Linked DNA regions of Anas platyrhynchos: region 2 is linked to region 1. A link is a contact called in public Hi-C data. All regions are on one chromosome and are shown on one strand. Each heading gives the region's core, a stretch centred on a gene start, on an enhancer-like site or on the middle of the called end of the contact. The rest is flanking DNA. Distances are from core to core; before and after follow the strand shown. Region 1 has its middle 67 kb from the start of MYZAP. Region 2 holds the start of ALDH1A2 (aldehyde dehydrogenase 1 family member A2).

Region 1 (3,552 bases), core at 785-3,284:
ATGAGTCTCTGAAAAGGCTCATTCTGGCTTGCACTCTTTGAAAACCAAGGCACTCAGATTAATATCAACATTTTGGCAATTCTAATAACAGAGACTGCCAAAAGTATGTTGTCTATCAAATGTACACGGAAGAAAGATGTTAGAATATTAAGAACAGATGTCACAGATATCTATGAAAATACTCACACTCCCCAAGTACTCTGCAAGGCAAGATGTACAAAAGCTCATGAAAGATGAAATTAATGCATTTTGCTCAAATGTTTCCAAATGCCTAAAACGTATGTAAACTTACTTACAAAATACATATATTTGAAGATGTTAAAAAGGAGGATTGTGACATAATTTGATAATGGCCTTGTATATTAAAATTTAGAGCATTAACAGTTCAATAATATATTAAAGACTACTTTTTATAGTTTCTTATTCAAACTGCCGTGTTCTGTTCCAAAGAAAATGTGCACAGTTCTCCAGTTATTGAGTATTCATTTATTTACATTTTATTTCTTATTCTACTGACAAAAGAAGTTTATAAAAAAAAGTTCCTACTAGAAAAAACATCGACACAACTTAACCATGACATAAAAAGAGCTTATTGTCTAAAATCATAAGACCACTTAGAAAACCTAAATAGCTTGAGAGTTTATTTGAGCAGGAACAGAACATGTTTTCATCTTCTGCTCTAGCTGTTTTCATTACGGACAATTCCAAACAGTAAATTCATGGATCAGCTTCCAAACAGAAAGTCATGGGGATTGGCAGATATTTTTTTTTTCTCCATATGAAGCATTGGATTCTTTTTAATTGACAGATAAGAAAAGATTTTACCTCTAGAACAGATGGTTTTGGATTTCAGGCACAAAAACATCACCTTACACAAATGAAGCCAAAATTTTCACATATAACAGCTTCAGAGGGTAGACTATTAAAAAGAAAACACACCAAAAAAATCTAAAAAAAAATAATATTGTAAAGCTCACAATATAATAATGGTCAATTACAACATTGTGTTTCTCATGGGATGATATTATTTAAAGACAACAAATAAGAAACTTGAACATAGCAGTTTTGAGGTAATGATTTTGATATTTATTTCCTTACTGAAATCAGCATTTCAGTAAAAAGAAGATGATGGCTCTCTAAAACTTCTTATGAACTCTCATTTACTTGAGTAAGCTGAGCCAAACAAGACTTGTCTTGATTTTAAGCTTAAACTTGTGTTCATACTAAACTAAAATAAGTATTTTAAGAAAGAAAAGACCAGCTATTTGATGTTAGAATAACTGCATTGAACTTAGATGTGTGATGTTATGGATGATATACATAATTGCGATGTGATAACATAGTAACACAATCCAATCACACTGTCATAATTGGAACAATTGTAATATTTTCTGTTCTTTAAAGATTTTAAAGCACTGCTCGTTTCCTCTTACCATTTAATGCCAATAGGATAACACCACCACAATACCAACTACAACAGTCATAATTTCTTGGCTGAGGCCGGGCCAGGGTGCCTCACAGCTCAGGACACAGCACGCCAAGCATCAGCCCTGCTGCTGCAGCCCTGCCAGAGGCCAGCTCTGTGCTGAGCTAGGCCCTAAACCATGACTGCTCTTGTTTTAAAATCACCCCCTTACAATTAACAGATGTGAAGGCAAACTTGGCATATATGGATGGCTGAATTTTTTCCCTTTGAATAACCTGGTTATATCCAGTTTCCGCAGCAATTGTAAGAGTGTTTACATTGTTTTTTTTCATTTCCCTTTTCTAATAATACGAAGCAGACGTGGTGTGTCTGATTTACCTCAGGAGGCAGCAGGAGAGGAAGGGTGCTCCTGGCTCCTCCATGGAATGTGCTGAGGGGAGTGGAAGGGGGTGCTGCGGTTGGGGTTATTTATTTTGTTAATATCTTCAGACCCCAAGGGCCCCATTCTCATCCTCCCTGGCTGATCTCCAGAATGAGGCTGTCAGCCAGGGAGAGTATAATATCTTCAGGCTATGGCCCATTTAAAGTTTTTCCTCAGCTCTCACTGAGCTTTTCTCTGGGCTCATGGGGGGCCATGGTGTCCTGCCCTGCCATGCAGCCACCACGGCCACAGGGCCCCTCAGGGCGCCTGACGGGCCTGTGCTCCTCACGCCTCATGGCGCCAGGCCCCACAGGGCCCATCTCCTCAGCTTGCCTCACAGGGCCATGAGTCTCCCACCTGGCAGCTCCCATCTGCCTGAGCTCCCCACGGCCTGCGTCATGCCACGGCCACCAGCCTGACTTCTGTCACCCCAAGTTTTTCTGTCCCCTCACGAACCCTGTGAGAAATCCCTGGTCTGGAAATCGGGGCCTGGATTTTCCCCCTCAGGGGTGACTCATGGGCAGTTACTCCCCTTCTGCATTTTCCTTCTTCTTAAACTCCCTAAAGAGGCCTGATATTTAACTAAGTATCTTGAAAGAATTTATATTTAATTACATGATTATGCCAGATAGCCTAGCTTAACAGGCATTATAAATCTTCAAAAACGTTTTTATGTTGGTTTTAAGCTGCTACCCAGAAATTGCGAACAGGCCAGTTGTATTCTTTGAGCAATGGAAACAGAAGCCTCTGTCTCTGGAAACATACACCTCTATCTTTCCAGTAAAAATGCTACACAACATTTTAAAACCCTTTTAAACAATATTCAAAATTCAAAATCTTAGGTGCTTATTCTACTGACACGAGAGTACAGCTACCTAGAACAATGTAATTCCTTAGCATGGCCTCATTAACCCACCAGCTAATGAAACTATATTGCCTCCAGCGCCCTGACACGTCAGGCAGCTTGCTGTGGTGCTGCCTGGTGCCATGTCAGTGTCTCTAATGGCACTACACCAGGAGCACACCAGCTAATTATGAAAACAAACAGTTACAATTTTCAAGCCCTACAGCAAGTACAGCAGTTTTGAGGGAATAAAAAATAAAATTATATATACATATATAATATATGCATATACACACACACACACACACATATATATATAAAGTGTTTTCTCTCTACCTTAGGGTTTAAAATTATTATGGCAGCCTTGAACCAATGAACTATGACAAAGCCACAAAAAAAATCGTGCATGACATAGCTCCGCAGTGGATAATCCCAGGGAGTCATCAACTCTCCAGACAGAAGCACAAATTGGGATTTTACTAAGGTCACAGCTCAATCTGACAGACAAGCCTGATTTTAAGCAGCTAGTCTGTACCACAAAGACACACTACTGGGTATGTGAAAAAAACTGCTACACTGGTTCAAACTGACCCCATAAGGTTCGTATTTGTTCCAGATGCTCTGAAAAACTACCTCTGTCCTGGAGGGCTCTGTGCCATATCGAGTATAGCCTGTCCTTACGCAGCTGGCATAAAAACATAGAGCTAGCATAACCAACAGTCCGTTCTGGCTAAATAGGAATAAACTGTGCATCCATGTGCTATCCTGGTTGAGTTAGTACTACTTGGTGATCCAGTATTACACGGTATTACTGATGGTGAAACCATAACTCAAGAAAACATTTCTTGCAGTGACAGGCTG
Region 2 (3,552 bases), core at 311-2,810, 130 kb before region 1:
TCCCAAGTGTCACAATTTGACAGCTCTGCGTGTCACATTACAGCACAGCGTTTTGGATCCATTTCCTCTGTTGGGGGGGGGGGGAAGAACTATGAAAAATGACAAAAAGCAAAATCTTCAGTTTCCTTCTTCATTATTGATCTGGAGATTTACAGAGGTGCACGTTAACGCTGAAATGCCTTAAATGGCACTCTGGATCCTGTGCTACATGCCTGTGCAGGAGCAATCCTTGTCCCGTGCTCCTGTGCAAACACTAAGGGTGCGCTGCCTGCCTTTCTAATCCTCTGTGTGCCACTAAACAAGGAGCAAGGAATATCCAGGGACTCAACATAATGGATATTGTAACAAAATCAAAACGTGGCCAGATCCTCTTGTTTATTCTGGACTAAGTCAGTAAAAAGGTCATGTGGCGTATTTCTTGCTGCTTTGTTTGTGCCAGCCTGGGACAGCTGCACGCTTTGGTGTCCTTTCTCTGTTTATCTACCTGCAACGTTATAACTGCAAACACACTGTCTGCAAACACGGGGTCTGATCGCTTTCAAAACCTTGGGAGTGTTTGCAGCAGGAAAGTGAACTTGGTGGTTTTGCCCGAAGTGCCAAAAACCGTGGGCGCTTCGTGTATGTTCTGCCTGGAAGTTCTGACCACAGGGAGCGCTGGGCTCTGGCCACACGGTGCCGACACCCATCACCCCGTCGGGGCACGGGCTGCGGCCGCCTGCTGCTCCCCCCAGCGAGCTGGGACGGGGGCCGCGGGGGTGGCCGGGGCACCGCGGGCGGGGAGCGAGCCCCGGGGCCCCCCCGGGCGGCAGCGGCGCGCGGGCGGCGGGGGCCCCCTGCCGTAGCGGCGGGCGGCGGGGGGCGCGCGGCCGGCAGGGGGCAGCAGCAGGACGGGGACCGCGAGCGGCAGCGGCCGGGCCCGGCGGGGCGGCGGGCGGCAGGTAGGGCGGGCAGCGCCGGGGAGCGGCGGGGAGCGGACAGCAGCCGGGCTCGGCACTCCCCTCCCCTCCCCTCCCCTCCCGGCCGGCGCGGAGGGGCCGCGGCCCGCGGGGACAGCGGCGGGAGGCCGGGGGCGGCCGCCAGCCACGACCGGGGGGGGGCGGCTCGGAGCCCGAGGGGACGCGGCAGCGGCAGCCACGGGGAGCGGCCCCGGCGCCGTGCCCGCGGGATGCCCCGGGCCGGCTGCTCCCGGCGCGGAGCGGCGAGCGGGGAAACCGAGCCTCGGGGCTCCCCCCGCGGCGTCTCCCGGCCCCCGCTGCTCTGGAGAAGCCCCCGGCGGGCGGTGCGGGGCGGTGCGGGGCCGGCGGGACCCCGGCACCCGGCGGAGTCTGCGGGGAGCGGCGGCTGCGCCGCGCGTGTGAGCGGGGCTGTGCCGCTCTCGCCCTAGGTAGGACGGACCTGCCCCCCTGCCTCTGCCCCCATGTCCAATAAGAGCAGCCCCGCCGTGACACCTGCCTATATACAGCGGCCGGCAGCAGCATCTTCAGCGCCGGGCTCTCGAGGCGGGGGGGGGGGGGGTACAACCCAAAGCACAACACAACATCAGGGCAGAGCGGGGGGCTCGGCTGTACTATATCCCCCCCCCCCCCCCCCCCCCAAGACTATGACTTCCAGTAAAATTGAGATGCCAGGGGAGGTGAAGGCAGATCCTGCAGCTCTGATGGCATCTCTGCATCTGCTGCCTTCTCCCACTCTCAACCTTGAAATCAAATACACCAAGGTAAGTTGTGTTCATTTGTTCTGGCAGGGAGATTCATGGCTTTCCCTCCAAAGAAGGGATTTTGCTTAAAATCAATTTCAGTCTGCCCTAACCAACTTCAGCTCTGAGATCAACAAACAAACAAACAAATAATATAAAAAAAAGGCAAGGAAACAAACAAACAATATATATATATATGTATAAAGACTGCCTTGAATCTGTAATATGGGAAACAGATTTTTAGCCCTCTAATCATCTGAAAAAGCACAGGATAATAGAAAATCAAATGAGATCTGTTGGGACTGGCTTTACCACTTCTCTTTAAATGTAGCGTTTTCTACAGAGCTGTTGGGCTTTTTTTCACAGTGCAAAATCACAGGTCCTCTAATGTTTTGGTTGCTTTTGATGTAATTCAGAGGAAGTTGCTATACGTACCCATATTTCTCAATCAGAAAATAAAAATGTTTTCTTTCTTGAATTAGCCTGTGTACCCAAGGGACTCTTTTACAATTCCTTGAGGACTCTTAACACTGCCAGGTTGTTACAGCACTGGAACAGGTCTCTTTACTAACTTCCTGAATAAACCTTGAACAGTATTGCAAGAGGGGATATTTTTTCCTACTAACGTTTCAGAGTAATTTTCATGAAGAGGGGGTTAACAATCAACCCATTGGGTCAATGTAGAAAAATCTGCTGCTTTTCTATGCTATATTATGGGACTACATTGATTTTGTAGATTAAAATGGACTTTAACAAAGGTCATTTGTTTGTCAATGCAATTTGAATGTATAAATTTGTTTTTATGTTTTGAATCTTTGCATCTTCAGTACCTTTAATTAAAGAATACTTTCATTTCTATTGGAGAAGTTTGAAATGTGTGAACAGGTTACATTGTGTCAGACTTTGTTTCTAATTGCTGAGAAACTTAAAATAAAGCACATCAGCCCTGGGAAAAGGTGACAATATTTTTATCTACTGGAAATACAACTTCAGGAGCTTTAAAACTGATAGGAAATTCATTTTGACCAAGGTAGTGTATTTTTTATCTTCCATGTCATCACTTGGAAAGCTTTTCATCTTTTCTCTTTTTTTAAGTGGGTGCCAAAATTAATTTGTCTTCTAATTTGTTACAGCTATATCATGTTCTAGAAGCACGTTTCAGAGGAAAATCAACTCTTAGATTTCGTTACATTTTAATGAGAACTGCAATATGCAAATTTAAAGATGCGGGTTTTCTTGCATATAATTTATTTGAAAATGGTTTAAATAAATTAGGAATGTATGTAGTTATTTGAGGTTGTGTGGTGTTACACTTTGGGAACAATGGTATTATGCAAACAGTACTTGGCATTAATTTTATTTATTGCTGGTTTCAGTTTAAAATAAGCCTCAGTGGGTAATATCTGCTAGTAGTATCACAGTTGGTTTGCACAGAAAGTGTACTTGCATTTCTTCATTTTAAAACTAGAGAATTCGTTCAAAAATCTTTCAAAATTAGAGCAGTCATTAACAGCCATATCTTCTTTGTGAGGATGTAAGCTGGACAGTAACCTTTAATAATTCATAGTATATACTGCCATCATCTCAGAAATATGTAAGTTGTTACACATCTTATCCTACTGGAACAAGTAAAAAAAAAAGTTATTTGTTTTCAATATTAAACCAAAAACAGCAGCGACACGTTTCTTCTAGACTTAGTTTTGAGGTATCAGGTAATTCCTTCCTGCTTATGAGAGAATTGGGTTTAGGACGGGTATTGAATATTTCACTTGGTATATCCTCTGTCTCTGGTTTTCTGTCTCTTTCTTCCCTCCTTTTTCTCTGCAGGAAACACAAGTGATTTATAGATAATAGGA

The links. Hi-C and Micro-C count contacts between places; a contact is called where the count stands out from the background.
Region 2: a Hi-C map of subcutaneous adipose tissue shows a contact between it and region 1, with 3 times the contacts expected there. The contact joins the promoter of ALDH1A2 here to the enhancer-like site in region 1. A contact is called at or near these places in 4 of 8 Hi-C or Micro-C datasets (F1 follicle, liver, skeletal muscle and 1 more).

What each region holds. Positions count from the first base shown.
Region 1 is chr11:7,439,458-7,443,009 of IASCAAS_PekinDuck_T2T, reverse strand. No RefSeq gene overlaps it. Among named protein-coding and RNA genes, the nearest start is that of MYZAP, 67 kb to the right of the region's middle. Within about 2 kb of position 2,034, at least 1 of the 8 cell types and tissues checked has an H3K27ac peak or open chromatin away from gene starts, as enhancers often do. A contact at or near this core is called in subcutaneous adipose tissue, where this site is marked.
Region 2 is chr11:7,565,033-7,568,584 of IASCAAS_PekinDuck_T2T, reverse strand. ALDH1A2 (aldehyde dehydrogenase 1 family member A2) reads left to right here and starts at 1,560. Exons shown (of 13, transcript XM_005011936.6): 1 at 1,560-1,717. The coding sequence starts at 1,601. It overlaps LOC106014680 (a long non-coding RNA gene), which reads right to left. Exons shown (of 5, transcript XR_011812142.1): 5 at 2,702-3,552.